Linked DNA regions of Sus scrofa: region 2 is linked to region 1. A link is a contact called in public HiChIP or PLAC-seq data. All regions are on one chromosome and are shown on one strand. The core of a region is the stretch at or near the end of the contact, and the rest is flanking DNA. Distances in the headings are between cores, read along the strand shown.

Region 1 (4,897 bases), core at 1,191-3,690:
GGCTGCTACACGCCTGGGCAGAGGAGGAAGCAAGAAGAGGGCTCCACTGGCCTGCCCTCCATCGAAGCTCCGGATGTGGGGCACAGTGCAAATAGACCACAGAGGCGAAGTATTGTGAAAATGTGACCCAAAGGAACTCTCACCTTTCCCAGATCCATCTGGGCTTCACAGCTGAGGACTCGGTGCCAAGGCAAGAAAACTTTTCGTTAAAACTCAGGCCTGGGAGTTCCCGTCGTGGCGCAGTGGTTAACGAATCCGACTAGGAACCATGAAGTTGCGGGTTCGATCCCTGCCCTTGCTCAGTGGGTTAACGATCCAGCGTTGCCGTGAGCTGTGGTGTAGGTTGCAGACGCAGCTCGGATCCCGAGTTGCTGTGTCTCCGGCGTAGGCTGGCAGCTACAGCTCCGATTGGACCCCTAGCCTGGGAACCTCCATATGCCACAGGAGCGGCCCAAAGAAATAGCAAAAAAAAAAAAAAAAACCAAAAACCTCAGGCCTGGAGTTCCCATTGTGGCACAGTGGAAATGAATCCAACTAGGAACCATGGGGTTGTGGGTTTGATCCCTGGCCTCGCTCAGGGATCTGGCATTGCCCTGAGCTGGGGGGTAGGTTGCAGACACAATTCAGATCCTGTGGTGCTGTGACTGTGGTGTAGGCTGGCAGCTCTAGCTCCGATTCGACCCCTAGCCTGGGAACCTCCATATGCCATGGGTGTGGCCCTAAAAAGAAAAAAAGAAAAAAAAGAAAAACAAAAAAAAAACTCAGGCCTGAGGCTGAGCCCCGAATTAGATTGTACATTCCTCCCATGAGCCCTGTCCTTAGTGCTACCCTAGAACTAAGCTCCCTGTGTTATGATTACATGCATCTGATTCCCAGACCAGCCTAAGTGCTCCTCAAAAGCTGTCCAGGATCAGGCCTGGCACACAGCTTGCCTCGATGAACAGTGATGGATGGAGGAACTTGCCACCCCCTCAGAGCCCACCCAGCTCTGGCCAGCAGGCCGGGCCATAACCAGGATGTTCAGTTCATGTCAGCCAGGGTTTATGTCTGCATTTCCCACCCAGGCTGGGGGAGCTGGGGTCTGTCAAGGCCACCAGGATCACAGATGTCAGCAGATCTGTGTGCTCAGGCGACATAAATTTATTATGCAGTGGGAAGCAGGGCAGATCCAACACCAGCAGGAAGTCCATTGTATAGATAAGCTTGGCTGGGCTCAGGCCTCCACATTTGTGGACAGAGACAAACACCACATGGAAAAGCCAGCTCTTTATTTATCAAAGGGTGGGAAGAAGGGATGAGGGATGGGATGCAGCCCCAGCTCACACAGGTCTCCTGTGCCCTCCCAGGGGAGCCCCATAAGACTGCCCACCTCTTGGTGACACAGGGCATCTTCCAAACCACAAGCGGGTAGGTATGCTGGGACTGTGCCAAGAATGCTAAAGGGATCAGTCCCTGGAGGAAGCCGCCAAGGGGACCAGGGGCTGAGCCAGGGGTTAGCAGTCTGGAGACTTGATTTCCGCTTCTGAATTCCACCTCCAATTTCCTGTGTGCGGACAGCCCAGTGAAGCAGGGTGCAGAAAGCCAACACGTGGCAGTAGCAGGCGGACTGGGGTCTGCAGTTCACGAGCTTGCTCAGCTGGGTGCTGCACCTCATTGCAAAGGATGATTACAAGGAGCTGAACTGGGAAGTCCCATCATGGCTCAGCGGTGAACGAACCTGACTAACATCCATGAGGACGTGGGTTCGATCCCTGGCCTCACTCAGGGGGTTAAGGAGCCAACGGCTCCATGAGCTAGGGTGTAGCTAGGGTGCGGCTGGATCCCGTGTTGCTGTGGCTGTGGTGTAGGCTGGCAGCTGTAGCTCCGACTGAACCCCTAGCCTGGGAACCTCCATATGCTGCAGGTGCGGCCCTAAAAAGGCAAAAAGACCAATAAAAAGGGGGTGGGGAGCGAACTTGTATCACACACAGCCCTTTCACCTTGCGAGGCACTGTCCTCATCATTTCGTATACTCCATCCTTCTGACTGCCCTGTGAGGTAACTATTATCACCATCTCCACTTCGTGAATGAGGACCTTGAGGCAGCAAAAGGTTAAGCAACTTGCTCCAGGTAAAAAATTATAATTCATTTTTTTTGAGCTAAGAAATAGAGGCAAAAGAGGGCAAGAAATTGCTCCATGGTAGGTCACCTCATGAGGAAGTTGTCAAGTCTGGGCATGAATCCAGGCGGTGGGGCTCCTGAGCGGCTAGATAGCCAGCGAGGGTAGACTGCTGGGGGTGTCGTCAGGAGGAAGTGAGGCCAGTTTTCGCTTCTTCCCTGCACCCAGCACACCTTGGCCTCCTGAAGGAGCTGGGTTCAGGCTGAGCGCACAGAAGGCCTGAGCCTGTGTCTAGGCTGAGCTTCATGTGCGTCCCTGGGGCAGAAATTTACAGGCCAGATGGAGCTAGAGCCCATGCAAGCCATTCTGGCAGGTGCCGGGGCAGCAGGGGGTTGGGGCCTGGACTGTGCCAGCCTCTCGGGTGCCTCTGGAGACCTGGCAGCCAGTTAGTGATACGAGGTCATGTGTGATGCCGTCTCCCTGGTAGCAGCAGCCTTCCCTGCAGGCTGACCTGCAGGCCAGCTCCTCGGACAGTGCTCTGGTTCCAGGGACGTGCCACCTAGCTTCCTGGTGTGGCTTCCCGGTCTTACCAGCTCTTAGGATGGGTCGGTTTACGGAACCAAGGCAGGGTTACTGGGTCACCTCCAGTGAAAACAGCTGGTTCAGAATGGCAGGATAGAGAGTTAAGCAATCACAGGTGTCTCCCACACGCTAGTCTGTGGGTCCTGCCCCTAGCCTCACAGCCTCACAGTGCTAAGCAAGGGGAGTTCATGGCGGATGCACAGGATGGAGGGTGGATGGCTCTGGATGGAGGGTGGGCGTGGCCTGTTGTGGGCATGGCCAGGCCAGGCTCTTTACAGTGATTTCAAGGGCCCCTGTCGGCCAGGAGCAAACCCCACCTGATTTGACTGGCTCTGCCCTTGCCCTGGTCTGACTCTCCTGTATTTCGGTTACGCCCAGTTATTCCTGAGGAACAGTTACTGCCACTTACTCCCCTTAGAAACTTACAGAAAGGAAATGGAGAAAGATATCCTGTTCTCCCTGTCTGCTTTCAAAAAAATAATACGAATTTCTCTGAGAAACATGCCATGCCTCTCTGTCCCTCCCTTCCAGCCTGGCTGGTGCTCTAACGCTTGTGTATGAACAACTGTAACCAGTGACCACAGAGTCTGGATTTTCGGGGACAAGTTCATTACAACCATCCCGACACTTGGCCTTGTAAGTACACTCATGTTGGACCCCTGGTTTGGGGCTTGCAAATACGATCTATCAAGCCCATGCTTCCTGCCTGGGGATGCGATTCAGAACGCTTGCGTCTCCCCCCATCTAAGGTCATTCCCTTCAGTTCCCCAAAGTCCAGGCATGTACAAGGCACCCCCAGCCCCCCACCAGCAGAAGAGATCGGCAGCTGGCGTGCCCATGACTTCCAGGGGTTTTAGATGTCAAAGTGTGTCATCAACAGCGCCAATTCCATCCCACCTCTGCAGGTGCCTGTCCACTCCATACTGGGAAGAGCCGCAGTAAGGATAGTATTCGTAATAGCAATAATAAAAATCAGAGTTCCCACTTACTGTCCACCTCTCTTGTGCAAGAACTCTGCTGAGCACTTTGCAAGATGTGCACCTCGTTTCTCTCCGACCATAACCCCAAAGGGGGCACATCCGTCACCCTTTGGCAGATGAGAGCCCTGGAGTTTGGGAAGGTTAACCGACGGGACCGTGAGCGCAGGAGTAGGATGAGAACTAATCTCAGATCTCAGCGTTTGTACTTGAAATCACGAGCCTATATTAATTCTTCCAGGATTCCTTGGGCCATGTGTGGTACAGTATTAGCATATTTCCTCTTCAACTACGATATGTAAGCCCCCTGAGACTACTCTGTGGGATGGCAGAGGATGCAAGAGAAGGCTCAAAGCTCAGGAGGCTGACTGGTTGGGGATGAGAGGGAAAGGGAAACAGAAAATGAGAAGGCTAGATGGCTTGGGAGCACCTGTCACTACTGGAGACATTTGTGGAAGGGACAGATTTGGTCAAGAAAGGGTCCCTCCTGGAGATGGCCCATGAGTGGAGAACTGAGGCCAAGGATTCAGAGAGATGGAAATGTCAGGCTGAGAAAGAGGGAGGCAGTTTGGAGGGAGCAGGGGGGATGGTGGGCTGAGATGAAGTGAGTGTGGTGCTGTGAGAATGGAAAGGGAAAACAAGCAGGAGATGGAGAGGGAGCCAGGTCGTAGAGGGTTTGGGGTGTTAGACCAGAGCGTTTGCGTGGTTTCCCCCCTTGGGCTATGATGGGTTTGGAGTAGAATGAAAGTGCTAGTTTAAGACAACTGGTTCCAGAGCAATACAAAAGATGATAAGAAAAAAAAAAAAAAAAAGATGGTAAAAAGAGAGAAAGGAACTAGAAGTGGAGAAACCAGCATGGCAGCATTTGGAACAGACTCACTCTCTCGAATCTCCTCCCCTGACAACAGATGCTTAGGCACCCCCGCTGGTTCCTTCCTTCTTCCTGATTTCTACACAAGGCAGTGCCTGGGGCTCAATCTCAGTCCGCTTCCCTTCTGGATCTTTATTTCACATCCTCTTTCCATGGCTTTAAATACCATCTACATGTGGATGATGCTCAAATTATCCCCAGCCCTGAAACACTGGGACTCAGATAACCAACTACCTACTGACATTCCCAGCTGCTCTAAAAGGCATCTCAGATGTCGAACCAGACCGACAACCAAACTTCTGATCACAAGTGGTCCCTCACTCCCTGCTCCTCTCCCAGTCATTGCCATCTCGATGAATGCATATCCA
Region 2 (4,897 bases), core at 1,044-3,543, 150 kb after region 1:
CCAGCCTTCAGAGGCAGCCCGCACCCCTCAGCCCAGAGCCCTCGTGCATCTTCAAAACCCAAAATCACTCCCCCCACCCCACCCCCACTCCCCGACCTCTGCTTCACCACCTGTTATCTCTGCCTCTGCCTCTTCTGTCCGCTTCTACCTACAGGGACCCTCGTGATCAGGTTGGGCCTCCCGGGTGGTCCAAGAAATACCCTATCTTCTGGTCAGCTGATTAGCAGCCTTAATTCCCCCTTCCCATGTAAGACAACACACCTGTTCTGGGGATTAGGGCATAGATGTCTTGGGGGGGGTCCTCATTCTACCTACCGCAGGGTTTATTGTCTCTTTTTCACTGCTGGCTTCCAAGTCTCTGACACTTGTTGAATGAAGAAGTGAATGAGTATATCAATACATTGTTATGAATAAGATTTAACATCATAGTACACAGGAGTTGCGCTTACAAAGCACCAGGCAATGTCCAAAAGTGATCTATGGATATGAAGTCATTTAATCCCCAACAATTCTGTGAGGCACCTTTTATTATTATCTCATTCTGCAGGTGAAGATACTAAGGCACAGATGAGTAGCTGCACCAGGCTACCCAGCTAGTGACAGGTGAAGCCGAGATTTGATCTCAAATTGGTTAAGCACTTATTTTGTCGCTAGGCCTATTACCTTTCTGACATCCTTGAGGAAGTGTGGACAGAATATGAACCCCAGTCTTAGGTCCAGAAATAAGTCACCTGCTCAGCTGAGGGATTTGGAAGGATTCTGTGTCTCGGTTGAGACAATGGGGTGCATATGGCTTCTTGGGTCTCCTTCAGTGCTGCTCAGACCAGGACCAGGTCCCCCAAGAGACCCTGGATTTTCCTGTTCCCGGCATGAGGCAGGGCTCCTGCTTGGACCCTCCCCTCTGGTTCTGCTTCTACTCTATGTGAATAGGTCCCAGGCCCCCATGAGCCTGTCGCCAACCTGCAGCTGGGCCTGACTGCTCTGCCTCCTGGAAACCTAAGCTTCCCCAACAACAGGAGCCTGCCTCAATCCACACCCAGAGCTGAAGTTGCAGTGCCTGGGGTTCCTTGATGGCAATTCTGGGGATCCCTTTAGCTGGGCCCCATCCATTTTTAGTATTTATTGACATAGAGTTGATTTATAATGTTGGGTTAATTCCTGCTGTACAGCAAAGTGACTCAGTTATCCATATATGTACATTCTTTTTTATATTCTTTTCCACTGTGGTTTATCACAGGACATCGAATATCGAATATAGTTCCCTGTGCTATACAGTAGGACCTTGTAGTTTATCCATCTTTTTTTTTTTTTTTTTTTTTTTTGGGTCTTTTTAGGGCCACTCCTGTGGCATATGGATGTTCCCAGGCTAGGGGCTGAATTGGAGCTACAGCTGCTGGCCTATATCACAGCCATAGCAACACAGGATCCAAGTCGCATCTGCAACCTCCACCACAGCTCATGGCAATGCCGGATCCTTAACCCACTGACGTTAGCCAGGGATCGAACCCACAACCTCACAGTTCCTAGTTGAATTCACTTCCACTGCACCACGACGGGAACTCCATCTGTCTTATATATAGTAGTTTGCCTCTACGAATCCCAGACTCCCAGTCCTCTACCCCTTCCCCACTTGGCAACTACAAGGTGTTCTCTATAACTGTGAGTCTGTTTCTGTGTTGTAAATATGCCAACTGGTGTCGTATTTTAGATTTCACATATATGTGATATTCTATAGTATTTGTCTTTCTCTTTCTGACTTCCCTTAGTATGATAATCTAGCTGCATCCATGTTGCTGCAAATGACCTTATTTCAATCTTTTTTATGGCTTAGTAGTATTCCATTGTATATACCTATCACATCTTCTGTACCATTCATCTGTCAGCGGACATTTAAGTTGTTTCCATGCCTTGGCTCTTATAAATAGTGCTGCTATGAACATAGGGGAGCATGTATCTTTTCAAATTATAGTTCCGTCTGGGTATATGCCCAGGAGTGGGATTTCTGCATTATATGGCTGCTCCATTTTTAGTTTTCTGAGGAACCTCCATCCCTATCTATGTTTTGCATGTGCTGGAGTGGCTTGCTCTCTCCATGCTGGACCCTGTCACCAGCCCCTGTGATGGGCAGCTGCTCCAGAGCCCCCTCCCCAGCTGCTCTGATTCCCCTGCCAGCCTGTTCTCCAAGGCCACGAGCACAGAGGCCTGCTGGACACCCCCAAGCACTGTCTCAGCTCCCCCCAGCTCTGCAGTGAGAGTGCTGCTCAGGCAGGGAGGTGGCCCTGGCCCCTTCTCTTGCATCTTAACCTTTGTAGTCAGAGCCAAGAAGAGTGAAATGCACTTGTGCCTGCCAGTACAGTGGGGCATCACATTTTCTGTTCCTGCCAGCACATTTTCTAGGTCAGTGTTGGATCAGGGAAATCCAATACCGCATGTCCTAACTTTTTATTTGCAAACAGAGAAATGGCTTTCCAAAATAAATAGTGTTTACAAGCAGAGCCTGGAGAAACCTCCATCAGAAATACACTGAGTGCCCAGGAGGACAGATGCTTCCTGGCTGTGGTTGCTGTAAATCCAACACCAGCCCCAGCTCCAGCCCTGGAAGGATAGGCTGGATTGGAAGAGGACATATGCATGTCTGTATGTGTGCACACACGTGCATTTGCACAGATACCCAGATGCATGTTTCCTTAAGGGTCTTTGGGTATGACTAGCATGCTTACGTAAACTGGGGGGGGGGTTTACCCATGTGTACTTGTGTCTGTGTAGGTGTGTCTATACAGGCATGTGCACATGCACACGCATGCATGTGTGTATGTGTGCGTGTGCATTGCTGCCTAATGACTTTGTGCCCAGCCCTGATCCTCAGATATCCAGTCCTCTCTGTAAACACGTTCCTCTTTCCTTAAGCTGCCTGAGCCCTCATCATTTTTTTTTTTTTCCCACCTGAGTGAGGAGCTGGGGCTCCAATTCTGATAGGCTGTATATGCATTTCTTCCACCCGGTTTCCTCTTCATATCCAAACCCCCCCCACTCCCTATTAGATGCCACCTTCTTGTACACGGCAACCACGTGTCGCCTCTGCTTGCCACGTTTGGACACAGCAATCTGAGCTCATGGCATGTTACCATCTCTGGGTAAGTGGCAGCTTGTGCTGCCCCAAGACGTCCTCTGGGGTCACATCTAGCCCAGCGCCCCCTGTCTTCAGGATCTCCCTCCCAGACCCTCTTCCTGGGCTACCAGCACCATCTTCCCCACCTTCTGGCCATTTCTCAGCTCAAGGTCATTTCTCAGCTCAAGGTCCCACCTACCTGGGAAGCATCAACTTCATCAAACTCCTAAGCACCTCAGCCTGGCTTCCAAGAGCTGAGTGATGTTCTCAGCAAACCTTCCCAGGGGTTTCTCCGGGAAAACCTGCGTGAGCTCAGGCCCGCCCCACCCCACCTCTGAGCCTGTCTTTGCTCCTGCTGTTCCTCTGCCACAACACCTTTCTCTGCCAGCCCACGCCCTGTGCTGCCTTCCAGCCCAGCTCTAGGGCCACCCCTCCCCCTACGAGGCCTTCTCAGAGAAACCTCCCCCGACAGCACCTTCCCCACCCGGCCCCATATCACAGGATGACACCCTGCCCCATGGATTGCCTAAGAACTGTTTTCAGGTTGCTTCACAGCACTTATCTCGCCCTCCCACCTAGATTGCAATCTCCTAGTATCAAGCCCTGTGTTCCTTGTGAATAAGCCCTGGAACCCGACACAGGTCTGGACATAGTACAGACCAGTGATAAGGGCCCGTAGGTGAGTTGATGCAAGTAAACCAAGTCAGGGTCAGGGTATAAAACGACGTGCCGGGCACTGCATCTGGTGACTCACGTGCCCTCCCTCATTGAATCCTCCCAATAACTGTGGGAGTGGGGAAATAGCATCCGCATCTCCTAGATGAGAAAACAGAGGCCGAGGGAGGCTGTGGGACTTCTTCACAGAACAAGCAAGTGGCAACGTCAGGATTTAATCCTAGGTCTGTCCAACTCCATCTCTCTGTTACCTTGCAATAACCGTGGCAGTGGAAGGCGGTGTGCTAGAGTGTCGAGAACTCTCTGAAATTCTACAGCACGCCCTGGCTAGAAAGGTTAGCACAAGCACAAGGTCAGTGCTGTCCAGAACTTTCTGCAATTATGGAAATGTTTAGTTCTATACTATCCAGTAGGGTAGCCATCAGCCAGATGGCCACTGAGGACCTGAAATGTGAGTGTGACTAAGGAACTGGATTTGATTTGATTTGATTTGTCTTTTGTCTTTTGTCTTTGAAGGGCTGCACCCGTGGCATATGGAGATTCCCAGGCTAGGGGTCAAATCAAAGCTGTAGCTGCCAGCCTACAACACAGCCACAATAATGGCAGATCTGAGTCTGCGACCTACACCACAGCTCACGGCAACACCAGCTCTTTAACCCACCGAGCGAGGCCAGGGATCAAACCCGCAACCTCATGGTTCCTGGTTGGATTTGTTTCCATTGCGCCGTGACAGGAACTTCAGGAACTGGATTTTAAATTTTATGTCATTTTTTTTCTTTCTATGGTCACACCTGCGGCATATAGAATTTCCTGGGCTAGGGGTTGAATTGGAGCTGCAGCTGCCAGCCCATGCCACAGCCACAGCAACACCCAATCCTTAACCCAGTGATCGAGGCCAGGGATCAAACCCACATCTTCATGGCCACTATGCCGGGTTCTTAACCTGCTGAGCCACAATGGGAACTCCCAAATTTTATTTAAGTTTAATTCATTGGAATTTAAATAGTCACCTGTGGCTTGTGGCTACCATATTGAACAGGATAACACTAGAACACTGCTACCCAACCATGTTCATGCTAAGTCAATAATAGACATTTGTTAGTAGAAGAGAAA

The links. HiChIP or PLAC-seq counts read pairs in DNA pulled down with a chosen protein or histone mark.
Region 2: an H3K27ac HiChIP or PLAC-seq map of skeletal muscle shows a contact between it and region 1. The contact joins two enhancer-like sites. A contact is called at or near these places in 1 of 47 Hi-C or Micro-C datasets (embryonic fibroblasts) and 2 of 2 datasets of contacts at active chromatin or transcription factors (alveolar macrophages and skeletal muscle).

Annotation. Positions count from the first base shown.
Region 1 is chr2:47,202,636-47,207,532 of Sscrofa11.1, forward strand. All of the region lies in intron 3 of MICAL2 (F-actin-methionine sulfoxide oxidase MICAL2), which reads right to left. Among named protein-coding and RNA genes, the nearest start is that of MICAL2, 97 kb to the right of the region's middle. Within about 2 kb of position 2,441, at least 14 of the 83 cell types and tissues checked have an H3K27ac peak or open chromatin away from gene starts, as enhancers often do. A contact at or near this core is called in skeletal muscle, where this site is marked.
Region 2 is chr2:47,356,043-47,360,939 of Sscrofa11.1, forward strand. No RefSeq gene overlaps it. Among named protein-coding and RNA genes, the nearest start is that of DKK3, 28 kb to the right of the region's middle. Within about 2 kb of position 2,294, at least 10 of the 83 cell types and tissues checked have an H3K27ac peak or open chromatin away from gene starts, as enhancers often do. A contact at or near this core is called in skeletal muscle, where this site is marked.